Linked DNA regions of Gossypium hirsutum: all the other regions are linked to region 2. Evidence: chromatin contacts called from public Hi-C data. All regions are on one chromosome and are shown on one strand. The core of a region is the stretch at or near the end of the contact, and the rest is flanking DNA. Distances in the headings are between cores, read along the strand shown.

Region 1 (3,534 bases), core at 536-3,035, 330 kb before region 2:
GTACTATATCGGCGTACACAAGAAACTCGGATGCATACCCTGCATCTGGATCTACGTTTAACATGTCGCCCTCAAGTTTATTTCGTAAAATAATACCACGACTCGGGTTATTGAATAAAAGGCCGTGAACATCTTCAACCTGCTCTGGGCCTTCATCATCGATATCGTCTGGAACCTCATCAACATCGGAGTCACTAAAATCTTCAACGTCTTGATCAGAATCTTCACCATTATTGGTCATTTCTCTAACATTTGCCTCTATGCTTATTATCACCTCCGGATGTATTTGTAGACAGGGACCGGGAGTAGGGTTGTTATACGAACTCCCACCATAATTAGGATTTTTGGGTATCTGCGATGTCCCTTCACATTCTAATTGGTCTGTCATCCAACATTAAGATCAAAGTCAAATTCGCAATGTTGACTTATTGGACTAACATTTTCAACAGGCTTTAAGTCTGCTAACTCGGTAAATAATTCAACTGGTTGAGAGTTTTCACTCCCAATCGACCACCATATTTCCATCATAGTGCCCAAGTCATCATCATCTAACAGCTGCATCTCACAAAATTTGAACGGATTTGTAGAGACTGGAAACTTGTAAAATAATTTGGACATCTCCTTTCCACAACGGATAGCTATTTTCGCACTGATCTTTTTTTTCATTTCTGCTAGCTTCACATTTTTTTTGAATCGCAAACCTACTCTTTGCCGACCTTGAAATACACAACCAATATCATCTTCTATAATTTCACCATAAAAAAAGAACATACACCAAAAACACCTCATTATTCATCTTGAATAGATTTTTTTAACTCTCTTAGTAAACACAACAATTTCACTATTTTATATATGGTAGAGAACCAAAATAAAATATTAAATTTTTATATTAAAAGAATATAAAAAAGTACACTTTAAAGTAATGGAGGCATTTTAAATGGCTCCACCAAATAAAATATTAATTTTTAAAATTTTAAATTTAATTTTAAAAAACGTTTGAATATCTTTAAAATTAATTTTAAAATTAATAATTTATAAAAATTATATTTAAAATTTAAAAAATATTTAAAAAATATATTTAAAAAATTATAAAACAAATAATAAATTTGAAAGTTCATATCTTTAAAAATAATATATTTTAAATAATTTAAAAATCATAATTTAAAATATCATAAAATAAATTTAAAAAATATTTAATATTTAAAATATACATTTAAAATATTATAAAATTAATAATAAATTTGAAAGGTCATATCTTTAAAATATTTAAATGTTTTATATTATTAAAAAATATATTTAATATTTAAAAAATAATATTTAAAATTTTAAAAAATATATATTATAAAACATTTCAAATATACATTTTAAATTTTTTAAAATTAATAATAAAAAGTAAATAAAATAAATAAGAATAAAGATAAAACTTAAAAAAAGTAAAAAAAATAGAAAGAATGGACAAAAAAAAAAGTAAAAGGGTGTCGGTCAATCTAGTGGCGCCAAATGAAATGACTCTAATAAAAAATAAAATTTTTTTAAAGTCTCTCATATTTAAAAAATTATAGTATTTTTCTAATATTTATACAAGTGGCGTCATTCTATATAGTTCTACTAAAAAATTAATTTTTTTCTAGTTACTGCCGTGGCACGTTGGTAGAAACTCTTTAGCTCTACCAACTTTTACTATAGACTATAAATTTTAGATTATTTTTTGTGTTTAATTAAAAAAATAGTTGATTTTTGGTTATTTTTTATAAAAAATCCCTCATCGGTTATTTTATTTGAATTAGTAGATAAGTGTAGATTTTTAAAAATTAGGTTTGCTTTTTATTTGAATTGTTATATTAGTATGGATAAGTGTAGATGTATTTCATTATTGTTTGATTCTATAATCCAATATTTGATCTTCCGGTGACCCCTTTCACTTCAGTTTCTCATGGGGTCGACATAAAATCTGTAAAACAAGCAAAAAGGAAATAGACCCTAAATTCTCATTCACTCACTCGGTTACTATTATGTAAGAATCTGAAAAACCCTAGAACAAGTAACCTTTCTGAATTTATCTGGTTCCAAGTTGTTTTCAAACTTATCGGATAATGGCGAACTCCGATCCCGAAGGGGTTGACGGCGTACGGATGACATGGAACGTCTGGCCTCGCACCAAGCTTGAAGCCAGCAAGTGCGTCATTCCCTTGGCCGCTTCCATCGCTCCGATCCGCCCTCACTCGGACATTCCTACTCTCCCTTACGCTCCTCTCCGCTGCCGGACATGTTCCGCTGTCCTCAACGCCTATTCGCGCGTTGATTTCCTCGCCAAGATCTGGATCTGTCCGTTTTGTTACCAGCGCAACCAATTTCCGCCGCATTATGCCATGATCTCCGAAACGAACCTGCCTTGCGAACTCTACCCGCAATATACCACCGTGCAATACACGCTTCAAATGGATCCCTACCCCAACAACCCTTCCAATGCTCCTCAATTGCAGCCGGTTTTTGTTTTTGTGTTAGACACTTGTATGATCGAGGAAGAGCTAGTGTTTGCTAAATCGGCGTTGAAACAGGCTATTGGATTGTTGCCGGAACAAGCTCTTGTCGGTTTCGTATCTTTCGGGACTCAAGCACTTGTCCATGAATTGGGGTTCACGGAAATGTCGAAGGTCTATGTTTTCAAGGGGAGTAAGGAGATTCCCAAGGAGCAGGTTTTGGAGCAATTAGGCCTCCGTGCTGCTGGGGGGCGGCCAACGGCTGGATATCCGAAAGGACTGCAAAATGGATTTACGAATACAGTTGTTAATCGGTTTTTATTGCCCGCTTCTGATTGTGAATTCACGCTCAATTCAGTGCGTTTTGATTTATTTGTTGTAGGAATTAGTTTTTCCAATGTTTGAATTCTTTTATTTAGTGGTCGGTTGATTTCAATGTAGCTCTTGGATGAGTTGCAAACGGATCAATGGCCCGTACAAGCGGGACACAGGGCGTCTAGGTGCACTGGAGTGGCCTTAAGTGTTGCAGCAGGATTTCTTGGGGCCTGCTTGCCTGGTACTGGTGCTAGGATTATTGCTTTGGTTGGTGGGCCATGTACTGAAGGGCCAGGCACGGTAATGCCATTAAATTTTCTGTTTAGCTTCTGAACTTTCACGCATTCCACAACTTAATGAAAGGAAGTATTTATGTTGCCGGTGGTGAGGCATTTGCCATTCGTTTTCTTATGAATGGTATTTAATTTTTGGGATGTTACACCAACAATATGTCATGGTTGAGATGGGTATGATTTGTCGTAATTAGCATGAACTTTATTTTTCCCCCAATTTTGAATGTTTCTGTTCACTCCCACACACTAATATATAGGTGCATTTTTCTTCTCTCTATGGTTAAAACTATTATTTCCCTAAAAATGATGTGAAGTTTCTGTGTCATGTTTCTTTGGGGATGATATTTGTTAAAAGTTGCAGGCAATATAAACAAGCAAACTGGCTCTGTAATTACTTTTTTTAGAGGTCATGTTTTTGTTAACATTGAGTGTGTGTGCATTTACTT
Region 2 (3,658 bases), core at 232-2,731:
CAAGATAAGCGGATGACGAAGCAAAGGGCCAAGCTCCAGATTATCAGATGTCCTAACACCCTCATTCTCACATATTGCCAGTTCCAACTCATACAATGTAGTAATTCTTCGTACTCCAGCAAAACATTGGATAAATGCATTTACCTACAAAATAGATGAAGAAAGCAAGAAATTAGAAAAAGAAGAAAAAAAGAAAGAAAAATAACCATTATGTTTCAAATAATATATAATTTAGCCTTCATTTGGCATCTTGCACGATAAAAAATGGACAGTAGAAAATTTCAATTTGACTACTACACATGAAAAGCTCCTTTCCATGTAGATAGAGAAATATGCCCTCCCTGTCCCCTTGAAAGGAAAAACTAAGAAACACTAGTTATTTAAGTCAGTAATTCCAACTTTCTAATGAAATATCTTCAACTCTCAGAAGACAAAAAAAAAAAAAAAAAAAAGCCTTAAGGCTTTGTTTAGTGTGTCTGCTACTTACGTTTCCACAGTTGCTTGCTTGTAATTAAACAAAAGAAAATTGTAAAAATGCAAGATTTTAACTGATTAAAAATAATAAAAAAGGATCAAAATATTAAAATGTAATACCCCTTCTGGCATAACTATTCTAATACAAAGAAAATCATGCATTTCATTCTGCAAAGATTATTGGCATCATATCTTTTGACTCTTCAGTAGTATTCTTTGCTTTCTGGTTCAAACATTCTTTCTATATCTCTTTGAGAAGTATGATTTGAACCCTAATCTTATAAAAATCATTACCAGCAACAATAAACAAAGCATCCAAATGTCCCTATTCCATCAAAGGATTTCAACATTCTTATAGCCACTAAATTTGCAAAATGCATGTATTAAGCATGTATGTATATAAAAGATATATAATCTGTGTATTGTAATTACCCTTCCTTCAATGGCCATAAGCCTTTGAAGAGACGGAATCCCCTGCATGTCCAATCCTAACGAGCTCCATGAGTCAGCCTGCAGGGCTACCAAGGCTGCCTCCGAAACTTTCCATGCCGTAACACTATTTCCGGTAGCAATAAGCTCACGCCACGCCTGGTTCACAGCCTGGTTTGCTCTTTCCTGGACTTCCTTCGGGACTTGGCCAGAGGCAGCGCTGCCTCTATGGTTGTGGAGCTGACTTTGGCTGCTTCTGGGGTTATTGACCTGTTGTGGTTGTGGTTGTGGTTGTGGTTGTGGGATAATAGAGTTTTGAGGAAGGGAATAAGCATTAGGGTTTTGGAAGAAGAAATTGTTCGGGCTTTGTTGGAGAGCAAAGTTTGGTTGGACTGGAGTTATAAGGGCCTGGAGGAATTGGAGAACGTTGGGGTCTTGGAGAGCGAAATTTGGATTTGAAGGTTCGAATGGTGGTTGAGATGGAGGATGGCTGCCAGGGGGGCGGAAGGGACGGTGGCCGTTATGGCGACCGCGCATCTTGAAAGGAAAGAAGGAAGTAGGTTTAGGGAGGGATAAGAAGTGCCAGCTTTGCGTATTATATAGTGTGACGCTTTATTTGGATTTTTATCTTAGAATTCTTTTATTTTCGTTTTCACTTAAATTAAAACTCAGTACCATTTTCTTGTATTTATTTAAAAAAAAATCATACATAAGCTATTAATTTCATCAAAATAGGATTCATTCAATAAAAACATGACAGGTAACATGCTCTTAGACATTATACACTTTTTAAATAAAAAACTTTAAATATTTAATGCTTCGTTTGTTTGCCTTCTAAAAATAATTTACATTTTGGTAATTGCATGAATCTGTGTAACATATTTTCTGTTATTTGACAGATTTCTTAAAAATATTTCATAAAAACTGTTTTAAATTAAACAAATATATATTTAAAAATTTATTATCTTTTCATTGTTTAATTGAGTTTATTATATATATATTAATAAATTTATATTTTAAATTATTTTTACATATATTGCAATGATTTATTAGATGTATTTAATAAGACTGTTTTTTTTTCACTTGAAGACACAAATACCATATAACACATTCATTTGATATGAATATGTTTGGATCATAGAGGAATTGTATACATTATCAATCAATTAATTACAACTTGTTTAACATCCATCCATAAAATGTTTGGAAATTTATTTTCTTGATTACATATAATAAGCTTAAACTTCTTTAAAATGGATGTGAACTCAAAAGGACAAAATTGAAGATTATGGGGACGCAAAGCACACCGACTATAAAAACCAATCAAATAGCTTTAACCATTGATTTTCTAACACACTTGGACAATGTTTTATTACCCAATGACGTAAGGTTCAAAGAGTATTATCCAAGGATTTGGATCATACTACATTACATCAATCGCTCGATCAAACTCTTCTCTTAGAATTTTAATGCTGAACTTGTCCACCACTCGACCAAGGTCATGAGATACCACAAACGAATCCTCTATGCAGATTAAATGACAATCATTGCCAATTCTTCTTGTCCAGTCTTTTTCTCCCTTATTGCACAAATGGAGTCATCAAATTAAAAATGATTTTGTTTCGTAGAATTCATTTATTTTATCCCCACCTACAACTATTTAGTCCTCGGTTTATGCAAAACCAAATATAGCATCTATTGACCATTTGCAAATTACAAGCCATTCTAAAAGAGTGCACTCATGTTTCTCCCTGCTCAAAACTTACTACAGTAAATGGGATCTGTTAATATTTTAATTCATTCACCACAAGATGCAACTAATACCCAAATAAAGTATTTCAAACGAAACCAGATACATGAATTTTAACTTGTACTTATAAGTTCAGAAACCATGAAAACATTTTATATTTTCACCTCAAACTTTATTAGCATTCCTGAAAGATAATAGTTTGCATCTCACCTGATCAAGCTTCCTGTGCGTACAGATATTACTGAATTTGCATAATCATGAATATATGCCAATAGTGAAAGAATGCCCACACCAACAATGTTGTAGCAAAGGTAGGGAAAAATCCAAATACTAATTAAAAACAAAAATTGATATGGGAAGCAAAAAGCATACACACCTGCAAGCATGGGAGGATAGCAGGTCTACGTTGCTGTAAGAAATGAATGCACATCAAAACATACCAACAAAGAAAATACTAGTTAAAAATAATAATTGATAAAAATAAATAAATAACTAACAAGAACAGGTGACTTTATAGCTGCAAGTTAAATTAAGCAATACCTGAAATGTGTCCTACCTATCTCTAGATACATGAATCCTACCTAAATTGGCATCATCACAGCTTATACTTTTATCTATGTTTTTATTCATTTCAAAGCAAACCAAATAGACTAACCACAAACACCATTGAAATATGCTGCTCAGGAATGATGTTGCTAGCTATGGGAATAGCATTATAGTTGCAAACAACTCACGCGTAGCTAGATAGAATTCTTTGGTAAGTTGCATTCACTCCTCTGGTCTTGGCCTTGCATTCACTCCTCTGGTCGTGGCCCAGTGTTTCACAATAAAAGCCAACTGCTGTAATCTTACATCGATCTTTGCATAATCTCGTAGAAGCCTTGTATTTACTACAGCAAAAAGATTGTTTACGCATATGTCACAGGAAATTCTAGTCACTGGATCCATAAGCTTTACTATGGGGACCCTAGCACGAGTCAATGCCTGTACATGAGGCCAACAACA
Region 3 (3,643 bases), core at 518-3,017, 290 kb after region 2:
TTTAAAAGACCGTATGAAACAAAAGGTTGATAATTGGAGTTCTCGTTTCTTGTCTCAAGGCGGCAAGGAAGTGTTTATTAAAGCAGTGTTACAAGCAATACCTACTTATGCTATAGGTTATTTTCTTTTGCCAAAATCCTTGTGTAAAGAGATGGAAAGCATCGTGCCTCAATTTTGGTGGCAAAAGACTCATGTGAAACAAGGCTTACATTGGTGTGGATTGGGTTCTATGTGTGAATTAAAAGAAAATGATGGCATTGGCTGTAGGAGTTTTGCGAAATTTAATATTACCCTTCTTGCAAAACAAGGGTGGCATCTTATGACTAATCCAAATTCTCTGTTGGCGCAGGTTTTGAAAGCGAAATATTATCCACATTCTAATTTTCTGAATTCATGTCTTAAAGTGAATGCTTCGTATGCGTGAAAAAAGCATCTAGGCAATAAAAAAGGTACTTTAGGATGGTTCTGGTTGGAGGGTGGGTACGAGTGAAGCGATCCCTATTTTTAATGCTGCATGGATACTATGCTCTTTTAATTTTCAATTATGTGGTACAGTTAGTAATTGTAATCTTGAATTTGTTTCTGAGCTTATTGATGATAATAGAGAATGGAAAAAGGATACTATTATTTCCATCTTTGATGAGGATGATGCATCAAGAATCCTTCAGATCCCGCTGGCACTTGAACCACAAGATGATACCCTGGTTTGGTGGAAGGAAGCATATGGTGAGTTCTACGTTCGCTGTGCTTACAAATTGTTAGAAATCAATAGTGCTTCTCAGTTTAAGGGAATAACAAGCTACATATAAAAGTTTCTATTGTAAACTATAGAACTTAAATTTGCCTTCCAATCTAAAAATTACTGTCTGGCGTATTTCCAAAAATTATATCCTTACCATGTCAAACTTACTCTTGAAGAAGCTGGTTCGAGACACTCTGTGTCCCATTTGTGGGGGAGGAGCAAAAACAATAGTCATGCCTTCTGCTTTTGTCTTGTTGCAAATAAAGTTTGGGAAATCTTAGGCCTCATTGATTTATTAAACCTACCTAGTTAGGGGTGGTTGGATTGCCTTACTGCAGTTTTTAATGTCTGTTGGCACATTCAACGAAGGATTGTTTGCTGCTCACTTTGGGCCATCTGGTTTGAAAGAAATAGGAGAGTTCATGACAAAGTGGTTAAATCAGGAAAGGAAATTACTAATTTTATCTCCAGGTATCTCTATGAATTGGACTGTTTAGAAGAGAAGAAAATTACCGTCCAGGGTGATAAAGTAAGCTGGAATCCTCCTCCTACCGATTTTATCAAAGTAAACTTTGATACGGCTTTTGTCATGGAACGATGTAGATTAGGTACAGGGCTGGTTGCTCGAAATAGAAAAGGTGTGGTAATAGTGTCTAAAACTTGCACGACAATGTGGGACCGGCTTTCACCGGGGAAGCCCTTGCATGCCTTGAGGCGCTTAAAATGGGGTTAGTTCTCAGATTAACAAAAGTAATCATCGAAGGAGACCCCTTGTCTGTTATTACGAAATGTAACTCAAGTCATACTGACAAATCAAAAGTTAGCTCGCACCTTCGTAATATCGAAGGCACTCTCGCCCGATTTCAAAGCATCATATTTATGCATGTTAAAAGATCTGGAAATGCTTTAGCAGACGCTCTAGGCACTGAATGTGTAAGGAAGGGAAAAGGCTTTTACCTGATCGGATCTGTCCCAGACTCCGCTGCAACAACTTTTTCCAATGATTGGCTCCGCGAGCCTGACTGACGAATGAAGGACTCTTGGTTTTTCCGGTTTCTTGGGTTACCGAAGCATCAGATCTAGACAGGGATGCTTCGACTGAATGATTGTCTTAATGCAGGGAGATAAGTTTGGCAGGCTTTTTTTGGGAGAAATGGAACCGTCGGTGCCGCTTAGAAAGATGATAAGAGTGGGACGGGCAATCTCTTTCCCTAAAGGAGTAGGCACGTTTTTCTTTAATTTTCTTTATAGTTTGTTTACTTTTTCAGTAGCTTCTTTATTATCTTTCTTTTTCAATACTTTTTCTTCCTTTTAGGATCAGATAACTTTTCTTTCTTTGAGCCTCTTTGTGCCTTTGCTCTTTTTAATTTTGGTTTTCATGTAAATTTTAGTTTTAAATTAATAAAGCCCAACCCTATTTTATCCAAAGAAAAGAAAATAAATCATATTTATTTATTTTATTTTTTAAAGAGGACAAATAATGTTATATATTTTGATATAATTATAGATGTGTTTTTCCTTTTTGATTGAGAATAATATTTAAGTGAATTTCTCATCATCAGGATTTAAACTTGACCACACTTTCTTTTAATCACCTATTGATTCGTAATTATATTTTTTGTTTAAATGTAACTGTAAGGAAAAATAAATTAAAAAATTTAAACCGGAGCTGATTGAATCGGAGAGGGGTAACCCGGCCCAAGAAAGCATGCTGCAATGACGGTTTTCGTCCACTATAACGTAACCCCGGAACTCTTTTCATTATTCTTTATTTATAATATTTTACTACCTAAATGATTAAATCCGAGGCCTCAGTTTCAGAACCATCATACTAAACTTCCTGTAAGAATAACAATCTCTCGTTTCCTTTTTCCTTTTTTAAATTTAATTTTTCTTTTAGTGAATTCAGTATCTGTTCTCTTTTGTCCTATTCCTTTTCGCCTTTTTGTTTAGTTCTGCGCAATTCTTTTTGGTGGTAGAAAAATAGTTTTATTTTTTCCTTTGTTAGGTTTAAGGATTTTTGGGGTTTTTTTTTTGTTCTTGTTCATCTTTTATGTTGGATATGATTTTATCATGTTTTAGGTTTTTTTTTTTTAAAAATAATTTTTGAAAGCCATTTGTTTTAAAATAAGCTCCCTGGAACACCCTTCTGCTCTTAAAAATTCCGTTCTCTTTTAGAAATTCAATTTTTTTTAAGATATGTTTTAAGAAAATGAAAAGAAAAATAGTAAATTTGCTATTCGCTAGTTTGTCTGAAAGTAAGTTTTTTTTTCTATGAATTTTAGGAACCCTTTTGATTCAACTCTCTTTAGGTTTCCCTAAGCGTTTTTATTTTAATATTTGTTAATTTTATTTGTAGAAAGAAATTTTTAATTGAACCTTTTTGCAGTTGAATGCAAATATATCATGTCCTACCCGCAAGGGGAGGATTTCTATTACATGGATGAAGATTTTGTACATGACATGGATGAAGACAACTACGGTCGAGCTGGTGGAGATGTGGATGCTGATGAATATGACATGGTTTGTTTTTCGTTTTGGTGATATTTATATATTCTATATATATTTGTTGTTAATTTTAGTTAATTTTATACTAAATGATGAAATTCATCACTTTCATGCTATAATTTGAGCAGCTGACCAAGGTGACCGATACGACTTCTGCGCAAGCGCGGAAGGGGAAAGACATTCAGGGGATTCCGTGGGAAAGACTGAACATAACTAGAGAAAAATATAGGTTGACAAGGCTTGAGCAGTATAAGAACTATGAGAATATGCCTTTTTCCGGTGAAGCTGTTGACAAGGTTTGTATCTTTTCCTACAATCCATAAATGAACTAGTTTGTAGTAAAGCGGATATCATATTAAGATATGTGTAAAATGTATTTGTTGTTTCAGGAAT

Evidence for each region. Hi-C and Micro-C count contacts between places; a contact is called where the count stands out from the background.
Region 1: a Hi-C map of leaf shows a contact between it and region 2, with 1.8 times the contacts expected there. The contact joins the promoter of LOC107887232 here to the promoter of LOC107893710 in region 2. A contact is called at or near these places in 5 of 34 Hi-C or Micro-C datasets (callus and leaf).
Region 3: a contact with region 2 is called in a Hi-C map of leaf, with 1.8 times the contacts expected there. The contact joins the promoter of LOC107887274 here to the promoter of LOC107893710 in region 2. A contact is called at or near these places in 5 of 34 Hi-C or Micro-C datasets (callus, hypocotyl and leaf).

Annotation. Positions count from the first base shown.
Region 1 is chrA03:50,673,802-50,677,335 of Gossypium_hirsutum_v2.1, forward strand. LOC107887232 (protein transport protein SEC23) reads left to right here and starts at 1,786. Exons shown (of 12, transcript XM_016811411.2): 1 at 1,786-2,837; 2 at 2,922-3,095. The coding sequence starts at 2,094.
Region 2 is chrA03:51,005,977-51,009,634 of Gossypium_hirsutum_v2.1, forward strand. It overlaps LOC107893710 (protein NO VEIN), which reads right to left and starts at 1,482. Exons shown (of 13, transcript XM_016818770.2): 1 at 907-1,482; 2 at 1-144. The coding sequence starts at 1,440. LOC107893711 reads right to left here. Exons shown (of 6, transcript XM_016818772.2): 4 at 3,388-3,543; 5 at 3,030-3,062; 6 at 2,217-2,472. The coding sequence ends at 2,448.
Region 3 is chrA03:51,294,554-51,298,196 of Gossypium_hirsutum_v2.1, forward strand. LOC107887274 reads left to right here and starts at 1,768. Exons shown (of 10, transcript XM_041095961.1): 1 at 1,768-1,965; 2 at 3,132-3,265; 3 at 3,379-3,546; 4 at 3,640-3,643. The coding sequence starts at 1,845. LOC107887275 (a long non-coding RNA gene) reads right to left here and starts at 1,899. Exons shown (of 4, transcript XR_001681101.2): 1 at 1,700-1,899; 2 at 1,256-1,517; 3 at 897-1,138; 4 at 1-701.